Regions from separate parts of the Danio rerio genome. Here region 1 is linked to region 2. A link is a contact called in public Hi-C data. All regions are on one chromosome and are shown on one strand. The core of a region is the stretch at or near the end of the contact, and the rest is flanking DNA. Distances in the headings are between cores, read along the strand shown.

Region 1 (6,998 bases), core at 4,373-6,872, 160 kb after region 2:
TGTGTGATGGTCCATCCCAGATGCCTCTGAACTCAAAAAAGTCGATATCGCTTCTGGACACTGTCAACCTAGGGCTTTCTTTTGGCACAGTGCAGTTTTAACTGGGATTTGTGGATGTAAATACATATTGTGGAACTTCTCAAAGGTTTGCCAAAGTCCTGAGCCCATGTGGTAATATCGCTTACAGATTAATGATGATTCTTAATGCAGTGTAGCCTGAGGGTTCGGAAATCATGGTTGCTCAGTTTAGGCTTGAGCCCTTGTCCTTTACGCTCTGATATTCCTCCGGATTCCTTGAATCTTTTAATTATGTTATGCACTGTTGACGATGAAATATCCAAATGTCTTCCTATCTTTCTTTGAGGAACATTGTTTTTTTAACATTTCAATATTTTCTCATCTATTTGTTGGCAAACTGGTGATCCTCAGCCCATCTTTGCTCCTAAAGTACTAGACCTTTCTTAGATGCTGCTTTTGTACCAAATCATAATCCCCCATTGACATCACATGCTTCAAATCACATCATTATTTAACAGATTTACCTGATTACTAGCCCTAAATTCGTCCTGTCACAACTTTTGTGGAATGTGTTGCAGGTCTGAATGATAGGAAAGGATGTATATTTACAAATGAAAATAAGTTGACCAGACAAAGTGTGAAATATTTAAACATTTATATTGTCTGCAATGAATTTATGACTACTTTTTTTTTTATTTGCGTTTTCCATTCTGTAAACATTTTTCTGATTTAGAGTTTTAGTTTTAGACATTTTTAAGTTGTATTTGAAGTGGGGAGGGCATTTTATTAGACCTTTAAACACAGAAAAAAAGTTACCTTAAAAAAGGTGATTAAATCAGTTGCCTTATAATGTATAGGGTGTAAATAAACAATTACATACGTTGTTTGTTTAAACTACTTATTTACATTTAACTGCATTAACAAAACGTTTACATTTTGGGACAACTTAATTATTTTATACTTAATCCACATGCATTAATAAAAACTAATAAGTTAACTTAAATCCTTTATGTTGTCCCAACACAACCATAATCAAATAATATACATAGTGTAGCGAGTATACCGATGCCACGTCGCCCTGGACCAAGATTCATCCCCGCTGGCACCTAATCAGCACCGGATCGCTCACAGCTGGAGCTCATCAGCCACAGAGAGGCATAAAAGCCAGCCACACACAGGAAGAAGACGAGCTTCATCCTCAGATGACTCCCTGCGCTAACGCTTGTGTCTCTCTGTCTCTCCCACAGCAGACTCCAGCTTGTGACGATCCAGCACCCGAACTCTCACTATCCTTCACCTTCTCCCTAGAGCACCATTACCAAGAAGAGCACCGTATTTTCACCACATTCACTTTGTAAATAAATTAAAATTTAATTATTCAAAACGTAACAGTTCCATGTTACAACAGATATGCGTAATATTTCATTAAAGAAACCAATCGCGTTTTACAGTGTGGAAATCAAAGAAATACACTCCAGAGAAAGCAATTTTCCATATTTGTATTACAGCTGCCCAACATATACACACGTCAATGAAATGACTGGTGTATCTGTGCCAAAAGACAATAGTGATGCAGTAAATAAGTCAGAAGACAATAACATCATCATCACAAAGCCCAATGACAAACATCGAGTGCTGCACAAGTGAGTTTGTGTTTAAAACGGAGGAGTAAAGATGTGAAACTGTACAGCAGGAACTCTCCTGATGGTTTGTTTGTTGTGGGTGAATAAGGAAACTGACGGGAAAGCAGGTAGAAATGTTTGAAGATTCCACATTTCTTTGGCTTGTGTCCAACATCATGAGAAATTGAGTCATGGAATTAATGGTGCTGAAACTGCGCAGGTGATTTCCCATAATGCCTCGTCGGGCAAGATGAATTTAAACCTGTTTTACCACAAGTGTCAGATTAAATTGAAAAGACTCTCATTTATTTCTTAAAGTCTCCTCCTTTTCTACTTCATCTGACTTTTGTTTTTTAACACAGTCATGAGGTAAACATGTCACACACCCCAGTTATCTGGTAAAGGGTTTGTTCAGCTGAAAAAAAAAAATCATTATTTACTCAGCTGTCACTGACCTGACTTCTTTTCTGTCTTCATATATTGTACGAAACTTCACGAAGGTTGTTTTGTTCTTGGATCAAAGCCAGTTGATCAAATGCTAATTAATTACTAGGGATTTTGTATATACAGCTGTGAAAAAATATTACTTAGAAATTATTTTTGTTAAGATTTACAAGTCACTTTATATTTAGGTGGTTGAGTAAACCATAGATATGGTCTTGTTCTACAAATTAAAAACAATAATAGTAATTATTTAGATCATAAAATGACAGAGGGTCAAAATAACAGCAAAAAAGGTGTTACGTTTTTAGTGGAATAGCCCTGGGATAATCACAGAAAGGAAGTAAGCTGGTAAGTAATTAATTAAATTAGGGCTGCACAATATAACGTTTCAGCATTGATATCGCAATGTGTGTGTCCAATGGATCTGCAATGTTGAGAGATTTTTGTTGATCAGCATAACAGTTGAGAATACATGACATTTGTGAAGTCATTGCAAAGTATAACCATAACAGAACGAATGTTTATCAGTTCTCTGTGTTTTTGTAACGCCGGGGAGTAACACCACAACAGAAGGTAGGATCCAATATGCAGGTTTATTCACAGTCAGGCAAGCAGTGGTCAATACGGGAGCAAACAGGTATGTGAGGACAATCCAGAATCGTAGTCAGTATAACAATCAAGAGATCGAAAGGCAGGCGGCAGACAAGGATAACTAAATAAACAAGGCTAGGTTCAAAACAGGAAAACAAGACAAGGAAACCGCGTTGTAATGCTACTTTACAGTGAACAAGACTCGGCAATGTGAATGAGTGTGTGTGCTGCTTAAATACTGTGTGTAATCAGTCTCTGAAAGTCCTCAGGTGTGAATGTAAATCAAGCTAAATGAGAAAGCAGGTGTGTGGGCGAAGAGCATGTATGAAGTTGTAGTCCAGGAAAAGTGTAGTTCTAAGTGTGTATGTGTGTGTTTTCCAGCGACATCTGGTGGTTGTTCGCTTGTAAACATGACAGTTTTAAAGGCATTTCAAGAGAATTTAAAGCATTTGGTCACAAAAATGTACAACATTTGTAACTTTAATGAAGAATTATTTTACTGAATTATGAATACAGTGAAGCATGTTTTCCGCAACATTCATTCTTCCATGGCGGGGGGCTTCCAAAATTGATCCCGCCATCATTACAGCTTCTCATTCAAAACATTCAGTCGTGTTATTTTTTTTAATAGCGGGTGATAATCGCACCAAAACTTATTAAAAGGTAAGTGAATTATAACAGAGCAAACTTTTCTGTAACCATAGTAGTGCTGTGCGCAGGGCCGGCGCGTCCATATAGGGCGGCAGTATAGAGAGGGCGGCATCCGCGACCCCTCCCTTACCACCCGCGTCCTCAGTTATGTCCGCGACACCTCCCTCACCACCCGCGTCCTCAGATATATTTGCGCATAGACGACAGAATAGAGAGGGTGGCGTCAGCGACACCTCCATCAGCACCCTCGTGTCGTCAGTTATATCCGCGCATAGGCCGGCAGAATTAAAGTCCGCGACACCCGCGCGTCCTCAGTTATATCCGCGCATAGGGCGGCAGAATAAAAGTCCGCGACACCCGCGCGTCCTCAATTATATCCGCGCATAGGGCGGCATAATTAAAGTCCGCGACACCCGCGCGTCCTCAATTATATCCGCGCATAGGGCGGCAGAATTAAAGTCCGCGACACCCGCGCGTCCTCAGTTATATCCGCGCATAGGGCGGCAGAATAGAGAGCGCAGTGTCCGCGACACCTCCCTCCCTCCCTCCCTCAGCACCCGCGCATCCTCAGTTATATCCGCGCATAGTGCGCTGGAAAAGAGGTCCGCGACACCTCACTTTATTTTCATAACCGGTCACTTTCGTTTTCACATTGGGGTTGAGGGTGGTATGAATGTCCTCTGCCTAGAGCGGCAGTTCAGCTTGCTCCTGCCCTGGCTGTGCGTCATTTGTTTAACCCTTTAAGGTTACGTGCTGACTGACTGACTGACTGACAGGTGCGTGATGCGTGAGGCCAGAAAACACGACGTATAACTGTTTCACTTTACTTCAGGACACATAAATATCGCTCTGTAGGTGTATTGGAGACTTTCATAAATATTCCAAGCAAACCTAATAAATGTTGGAGACATACTTGTTATAAACACACTAAATCACACTTCAGCAGCGTCTATTTGAGAGTGCACAAGAAGATCTGCTCTTGAGCAGCGTATATTTGAGGGCGCGTGCAAGAAGTTTTGTGCACGAGCAGAGGAAGTCGGCGCGCAAGCAAAGTGATTTGCTTGCTTGTAGGCTATTACATAAATGCAATCTCGACTTAATACTGCGCTCACGACATTTGTCATTGAAATGACACCACAGGTAGTTTGGTAGATCTGTGTAAAAGGCCTGCCACCACAGATGGAAAATATCCTAGAAGAAACATTGGTGAAGATTATGTTTTTACATTTTACATTTCATTATTCAATTTCTATACCTTAATACTGTCTCCGAAAACCATAAAGCACTGTTTATTTGACTTTTTTCTTTGTTCTAATGTAATTATTCTTGCTTGGAATTTATTTATTATTTTTATACATGAATCACACCCTTACAAAATCCACCTAGTGAATCTAAATTAATGATTTGTACCCCCAAATAGAGCTATTCAAGCCATCTGGTGAAATTGTATTAAAATCATAATATGTATTGCAGAAAAAACTAAATATTGCAACGTTAGATTTATTAAATATTGTGCAGCCCTAAATGAAAGTAATTTAAGTAAAGTAAGGATTTAAATAATTAAGTAAGTGTTAGTAAGTAAATAAATCTAAAAATGCCAGCCAATTTTTATATAAACTATTGTTACACTGAAAGTGTGTAATCATGGTAAAAATGTTAATAATTAAAATAATAATTAATACAGACAGACAGACAGACAGACAGACAGACAGACAGACAGACAGACAGACAGACAGACAGACAGACAGACAGACAGATAGATAGATAGATAGATAGATAGATAGATAGATAGATAGATAGATAGATAGATAGATAGATAGATAGATAGATAGATATCCTTCTAAATATGGGTTGGTTCTAAGAACTAAAAATTCTCGTGGAACTGTCAGTAGTAAATAACACCCTGTAAAAAATGCTGGTTTCCACACAATCAATATGTGTTGGGACAACATGAAGGAATTAAGTTAACTTAGTTTGCATAAATTAAAGTGGATTTAACAAAAAAATGTAAAGTTGCCACAATAAAAACTCAAGAATTATGTTGTTTCAGCTTATTTTAAAACAGGTAGCTTGAACAAACAGCAAACATCATTTTTGAGAACAGATTATAATTTTTTTGGTTGACTTTCTTTTTCCTTATATGCTGTTGAATCTGAAGTCATGTGATGTTTGTTTTCCAACAAGCATGCTTACAAACTTCCCTAAACATTCCCTTAAATAGACGAGAGTCATGAAACAAGGGTGTGTTTAGCAGAAAAACAGGAAGTGTGTGTCTTGTTAGTTGGGCTGATCGGTTTACACTTTACTGACTCATGTGCTTTCCACACTCATGGCTCGACATGGCTCAGTGCTCAGTGGCTCAGTGCTGCTTAGGGTTCACATGATATATGTAAACAGACACACAATCACAGGTTTGTTTCACAATCTTAATAAGGACATTAGAGAGATTTTCATTGTTTTTATATCATACTATGGTCTAACCTTAACCCTACTACTAAACCCATCTCTCACAGAAACAAGTGCACATCCTTAAATGCTAATGAAAACATGTTCAGACTGATTTATGTGCACTTTTAAGTAGTGATCACAACACTGTAAAAAATATCTGTTAATTAAAAGTTTACATATTTTGCGATTCACAAAAGTTTTCCATTTCTTTATGGTTGTGAATTGTATTATGGGATCTTGATTTCTGCTCTGTTGAATTTGGATGTTGGAAAATTCAACTCTACAGTAGAGATTGACATTTTTCGGGAATCCCGCTGGTCACGGGGTTCCCGTGGGATGGGAGTCATCTTTGCTATTAATCACGGGATCGGGACGGTACAGGATAAAATATTAACGGGGCAGACGGAAGCGGGAATCAACCAATAGGAACATGACAAAAAAATGCACCCCCATTTGTAGTTTCCTTTTAATAAGCCTACAATGTAACACAATAAATAAAAAACCACACACAACCCAGAAGCCATCAGTGCTGGAGGGAGCTAACATCATATCTATGCGCATGTATGCCTGTATAACTTTTTGCTTATTTGATTTTTTTTTTCAAAACTTGTCAATGTTTATTCAATATGCTTAAATTGTGCAATGCTGCATTTCTCTTTTTCATTATGCAAAAGCATATTGGATGAAAATTGTTAACATTAAAAAACATTTCAATAAATGAGTAAAATGCAGCTTTATGTGCTGTTTGGGTTTATTAAACTATTGTAGACATAGAGAATTATGTTTCAATTTACTGTAACTGATCTCCAGAAAACCTAGAAACAAAGACTCAGCAGCTGGTTATTACCTAAAGACTAAATAAATAAATAAAAAAAAATAAAATAAATAAATATATATATATATATATATATATATATATATATATATATATATATATATATATATATATATATATATATATATATATATATATGGGAGCGGTACATGAGCGGGAGTCATTTTAAACAGGAGCTGGATGGGAGCGGGAATCATTTTACCAGGAGCGGGATGGGACAGGATTATTTTTTAAACTCTGGTCTGGGAGTGGGACGGGACAAGATTTCTTTCTGTGGGAGTGGGACAGGATAGGAGTGAAAATCCCCTCCCGTGTCATCCTCTACTCTACAGTTCAACAAAGTGAAAGTTTTCAGTTTGAAATTATTTAGAGTATAAGAAATAATATAT
Region 2 (6,662 bases), core at 2,935-5,434:
GACTGCCTGTCTGAAAATTAAAAGTCACTGTGCATATAGCCCACTTCATTTACAGAATTTCTACAAAGTGTGTTGTATACTGTAAACTCTCTAACTTTTTTGGTTGCATCCATAACGCATGTTTATTTCCCACAAAACATGTTTACAGACTGATGTTTTTTTGGTCCCTTAACTCTGTGGTTATTTGTTTTGGAAAATATGAACAGATGTTTTATATAATGTTAGCGTATACTTTCTTTGTGAATTTATGCTTTAAGATTTTACTGCAAATGTCACATCCATTTCACTGAAATGATGTACAGTGTGTATATATATATATATATATATATATATATATATATATATATATATATATATATATATATATATATATATATATATAGTGCTCAACATATGTTAAGTACACGCCTGACAGTTTTCCCATTTAGATCAATACTTTCTAAAGGAAGCTTTACAATATTATATTTGTGCATATGCATTAGTTTAGTCGTGACTGAAGCCAAATCAAAAGCTAATCTAACAGAAATTAGCACACAAAAATTTAAATTGTTCGGAACAAATATTAAATAAAAAATGTAAAAAGAGCAAAATTATAGAGAAACAAAAATTTTATAAAATTTTATAGTTTGTAATTTTTTTCAAATATTTTGCAATAATTTAAATGTATTTTAATTCTATTTCTAAAGATGTTCGGTGACTAAAATATTATTTAAATAAATGTATCTGTTTAATAAATCTGTTTTGTTGAAATGCACCAAAATATAGGACCTATATTCAGTGAGAAATTGATAAAAATATTCATTTTTAAAGTGTACTCCTTTATGTTGTGCACTATATATACATACACTACCTGACAAAAGTCTTGTCATCGATTCCAGTTATGAGAGCAACAAACAATAACTTGACTTCAAGTTGGAAAAGTGGTACATTTACAAACAGGTACATTTTTCTGATTAATCATTTCTTAAACTGCATCCCAATCATCCCAAATACTGCAGAAGACCTGTTGGAACCCACATGGACCCATGATTCTCACAATAATCAGTCAAGTTTGGTAAAGGAAAATCAAGATTTGGGGTTACATTCAGTATGGAGGTGTGCGAGGGATCTGCAGAGTGGATGGCAACATCAACAGCCTGAGGTATCAAGACATTTGTGCTGCACATTACATTACAAATCACAGGAGAGGGCAAATTCTTCAGCAGGATAGCGCTCCTTCTCATATTTCAGCCTCCACATCAAAATTCCTAAAAGCAAAGATGGTCAAGGTGCTCCCAGATTGGCCAGCCCAGTCACCTGATATGAACATTATTGAGCATGTCTGGGGTAAGATCATAGAGGAGGGATTGAAGATGAAACAAAAGAATCTTGATGAACTCTGGGAGTCCTGCAAGAAAGCTTTTTTTTTTGCCATTCCAGATGACTTTATTAATAAGTTATTTGAGTCATTGCAAAAATGTATGGATGCAGTCCTCCAAGCTCATGGGAGTCATACACAATATTAATTCTTTCTCCACTGCATCATGACTTTATATTCTATACTGTAGATTATTTGTGTTAAGTGACAAGACTTTTGTCTAAGCAAAGTCAGACCTTACTGTCTTAATGAAAAAATTAAAAATCAAGACTTCATGATATTTTATTTTGGTAAAATAAGCGTAATCTAGAGGCATTTGCCTTTCATATAAGCCACTTCTGATAACAAACGATCAACTAAAAGTCAAGTTAATAATTGTTGTTCCTAAAACTTGTATAGGCGACAAGACTTTTGTCAGGTAGTGTACATACAGTGCTCAACATAAATAAATAAATATTTTGATTAATTTCAATACTATATAATATGCTATTAAATCTCGAACTACGGCGAGTCAGTGGCACTGTAGGTAGGTAGTGCTGTCGCCTCACAGCAAGGAGGTCGCTGGTTCGAACCTCGGCTCAGTTGGCGTTTCTGTGTGGAGTTTGCATATTCTCCCTGCCTTCGCGTGGGTTTCCTCCGGGTGCTCCGGTTTTCCCCACAGTCTTAAGGTCATGTGGTACAGGTAAATTGGGTAGGCTAAATTGTCCGTAGTGTATGAGTGTGTGTGTGATTGTGTGTGTGGATGTTTCCCAGAGATGGGTTGCGGCTGGAAGGGCACCCGCTGTGTAAAAAGTTGCTGGATAAGTTGGCGGTTCACTCTGCTGTGGCGACCCCAGATTAATAAAGGGACTAAGCCGACAAGAAAATGAATGAATGAATAAATCTGGAAGTGACTATTATCAATATATATTTTTTCAATAATATATTTTAATTGTCTTTAAATATTTAAAAATATGACAAAAGGGGTTTTTCAAGCATTCATGGGTAATACCACTTTTTTTGAACGTACAAGTTTAAATCTTATTGCCACTATATTTGTCAAAGTTTTAATAATATACAATGTAGCCTAATGTGATGTGATCAGTTAGTTATTTTATATATTTAATGAAAATATGAATTAGGAGATCATTTCAGGTGTTTTGAGTAAAATATTAATTTGTATTTAATGGACGGCTTTTCTTTTATCTCAAAAACTACTATTGTTTTATTATTATTGTTATAAGCATGAATGCTCTAAGTGCTATTTCTACAAGTTGTATTACTGTTGTGTTATGAATTATACTATGGTACATTAGCTGCCATATTAGTCCCTATAATTACTACAGTAATGCCAAAAAGCAACTGTCTTTTTAAGCTATACCTATTCTATGTGTTCAAACGAATATTAGTATCATTAGCAGGCCTGCATTTGAAAAAAAAAATCTTTGGAATAAATTATGATAGTTATATTGAGACACATTTTTGTTCAGTGTAACTACAGTACAACATATACTGTCATCATGGCAAAGATAAAAGAAATCATTTATTATAAATTAGTTATTAAAACTACACTGTAATTGTTTTACCGTAAATTCACAGTAAATTACTGGCTAATAATTGCATTACATTAACAGTAAAATACTGTACGTAAATTCACAGCAAATTACTGTGAGGTAGTTTACTGTAATTTACTGTGATTTTGTTACATTAAATTACTGTAAAATTACAGCCATATAGTTTAACTTCATAGTAGAGAGTGAAGTTTATTACTGTGATTTCACAGTATTTGTCTTGTAGAATTAACTATATTTTACTGTGAAGCAGGCTTTCCTCTGCTAGTCATTCTAACATTTACCATGATTTTGAAATGATTTTGGGTGCATTTAGCAATCTTTGGTTTCATGAATCAATTGCTTTTGTTCCAGTTTATTACATTTTTTGCTAAGCACAAAGTTATGTTAAAATTATTTCATATTTGCATGTTAACTGTAAAAAATAAAAAAAAGAGGTACAGTGCACCTAAAAATGAAAATTTACCATGACATTCATGTTGTTTCAAAACAGGACGATATTCTTTCAAGTTATTTTTGAAGACCAAATTGTTTTTATGGCTGCAATAATATTCTGTTGTTTCTAAATATCAAAAAGTGCCAAAACTAGCATAAAGGTTATTTGTACCAATGTCTATGTTGAATGAAATAAAAAGAGTTTGAATTAACATGCAAAAGATATAGCCCTTTTACAGTAATTTGCTGTAATCATCCTACCCACATTCATTGCACAATAAAATGATGAATACTACACATTACTGTGAATTTTTACAGTTAAATCCTGTAAATACTAATGTAATTCACTGTGAAAAATTACAATAACATGTTGTAAAAATCTGCACATCTTTTGCAGTGTGTGTTTACAAATGTGCTCTAAATGTAAATATTTTTTCTCTCTCCGTTTAACAGAATTGGGGAAAAAATAGACAGGCTAATAATTCAGGAGGGCTATAATTCTGACTTCAACTGTATATGGTCATTTTTATTTAATGTTGTGGTATAGGCTAATTCATAATGTTAAACTTTGTCCCATAAGCATTTTGTGAATATTGGTGAATGAAGAAAAAAGCATGATGGGAAGTGCAGCAGCAGTAGTGTCACTTTACTCAAGCTTAAACTTTCCCGTTAATGCAATTGTGGAGGTCTGAAACACGCAACCCCCCCTCTCAAACCCGCAGCCGGCAGCGCCGCACTGATCGATCCGCATTGATCGTCCCTGACGAGCTGTTCCACTTTCCAGCCAATGCACGCGCGCCCGTCTGCGATTGGGAAGGAGCCCGAAACGGAGGAAAATTTCTGCCGCCCTGGCGGTGTCACTTCCCCACACTTCAGCTGGCCGCCTGCCAGACTCACAGGACGCTCACAAGAGGTGGAGTGGACTCGAAGAGCGAGGAGGAGCGTCCGCGAGCCACTGGACCGACGGACAAATGGACCCACAGCAAAATGGCTCTTCGGCCACAGAGAAACACGACGATAATATGGTAACGACCGCACAGATGAATGACTGTTGGAGAAGATACTCTGTGGCTTTTCTAATTTGATTGAATGATAATAAAATAATCAATTGTGAAATGATTTAATCTAAATGTCATGTCTTATTACGATTAAACAACAATCAAGTAACAGTGTAAATGTGATTAATAAAATACTTATAATAAAAATACTCCATAAGCCGTATAGATTTATTCACGCATAAAATAGGCTAATAATATTACCAATTATAAACTAATATAATTTTTTTTTACAAGCAATAACAATATAATGCACGTGAATGCACGTTTTGCTTTTATTAGGCTACTACTAATATTATTTCTAATTATTATCATTTAGTTACATGATTATTATTCGCAATTTGAATTTTACGCCGAATAACAGCACCCCTCAGGATTATATCTCTTATAAGTGAATGGTGTCGTGTTCTGCATATTATGTCAATCAGCAGCAAGTTCCTGGAAAGCGTGAATGTGCAAAAGTTCTGATATAATAAATCAATCACGCGCGCAGCCAACAGCCGTTAAGAATGGAGTCAACAATGGGCAGAGCGTCCAGCCCTCTCAAAACTATTCTTCATTCATTATTCCTCTCTCATATGCACAGAGAAGAGCGACAGCAGCAGCGCAGACGCCCCTCGCCTTCATCCACACCTCTTGAAGGTTTATTTATTTTGTCCCCGACGGAAAGTCCACTTCGGTTTTTGTGTGAAGCTCCAAAAATCTATGAAATGTGTTTGCATGTTCTTCTCCGGGCGCGAGGATGTGGAGGTGGGATAGAGAGACGCGAGAGGCTGGAGGAGCGCACGCGCTCGCTCTCGGACAAAGTGCGTTCTGCGCGTATCTGCCGGCGTTTGGGCTTTATTGAAGGAAACCGCGAGCACAATTCTGTCTGGGTGAGCATTTGCATTCGTTTGCCTCTTTTACACTGCGTTCTCTCCGTCTCTTTTCTTTAAATCTCCGCAGCGCGTGAGAGCACCGGACCGCTCGGACAGTCGGAACGCTCCCCTCGGCTCACGCGAGCGGCGCGAACGAAAAGACGCCCGTGTTGGCGAATATGCAGATACGCCGTGTTTATCAAAGCGAGGGGAACGAGACTTTGTTGAGGACTGTTCAAAGTTACAATGACATGCAGCCGAGACGAATAAGTTGGCAGGGAAATAACAAGGGAATGCGCTTAGGCTAACCAACGCGACGTGTTGGCGCATACCGCGCGCTGTCACCATAGACACATCGCTCGAGATGAGACAAAAGGGATTTTGTTTTACTTTCTAAATGATCCGCGGTTCATCTGCGTGACAATTTGCCTGTATGCGTTAGATGCATCGGTGCAACTTTGCCACGCGTAATCAAATAGGCGCACGGAATACTTGCATTTACGGGTATTTGTTTGTTATTCGGCTGCCACTGTAAACATACCATTGTGACATTTGTCGGTTGTCCGGATAAAAAAATAAATAAAAATACGTGGAGTATACCGAGTGGGAATGTGTGAATAATTCAGAAACCCTCTTGGAGAGAGGTAAGTGTAAATCAAGCTACGCGCTGTTTATCATTAATCCATTATGAGTTGCATGCAAACTTTTTGTGTGTGCTGCGTATTTGCATTCTAATTATCTCAACCACCCAACGTGAATATATGCAATCAGCCCAGGTCTGTGTCTCCGATTGATCCGGCGGGGGTTTAATTGAGGGGATTGTTTGACGGAGCACGTAGATCTTGATAAGCAGGTCATCTTGTTTAGGCACAGTTGGGCTATTTGTGCAGGTTTGGCCATTGTTCCCTGGTGATGTCCAGATCTCTCTACGTCGCGCTATTGTCCCCTCTGGCTCGCCGCAATACTGGACACAGCAATTTCCGAGTGCATGCGAGCCTCGTCTGTGTGTTTGACATATGAGGAGGTCCAGCGTTGCATCGCCGTTCAAACTGTTGCTAGGAACTTGTTTATCTGTAAGGCAGGTCAATGATTGACGGAAACCCTCACTGTATGCAGCTTTTGTCCTGCTTTACCTGCAGATCAGGGGTCTCCGTCTCCAGTAAGTTTTTATTCCCATCGTGACTCTTTCAAGTGGATGTGATGTAATCATAATGGATACGGTCAGGTGTTTTGATGACAGCTGTAAAAAAGGTTTTGTCAGGTAAACGTGACACAGAAGGTTTTAATTGACTCAATCAGCTGAAATGCGCGTATAAGACTTTAACGCAGACTCATTAACACAGTTTTTGGATCCGCCAGAAATGGCATCTGCTCACTTTTACAGCTCAGCGAGTGTTAGTGTTTATAT

The links. Hi-C and Micro-C count contacts between places; a contact is called where the count stands out from the background.
Region 1: a contact with region 2 is called in a Hi-C map of an unstated tissue, with 2.3 times the contacts expected there. The contact joins the enhancer-like site here to the promoter of cxxc5b in region 2. A contact is called at or near these places in 2 of 18 Hi-C or Micro-C datasets (caudal fin and an unstated tissue).

Annotation. Positions count from the first base shown.
Region 1 is chr14:8,641,654-8,648,651 of GRCz12tu, forward strand. The region is part of intron 2 of psd2 (pleckstrin and Sec7 domain containing 2); the gene reads left to right. Among named protein-coding and RNA genes, the nearest start is that of zgc:92242, 9.1 kb to the left of the region's middle. Within about 2 kb of position 5,623, at least 23 of the 62 cell types and tissues checked have an H3K27ac peak or open chromatin away from gene starts, as enhancers often do. A contact at or near this core is called in caudal fin, where this site is marked.
Region 2 is chr14:8,483,443-8,490,104 of GRCz12tu, forward strand. cxxc5b (CXXC finger protein 5b) reads left to right here and starts at 4,185. Exons shown (of 3, transcript XM_073922521.1): 1 at 4,185-4,367.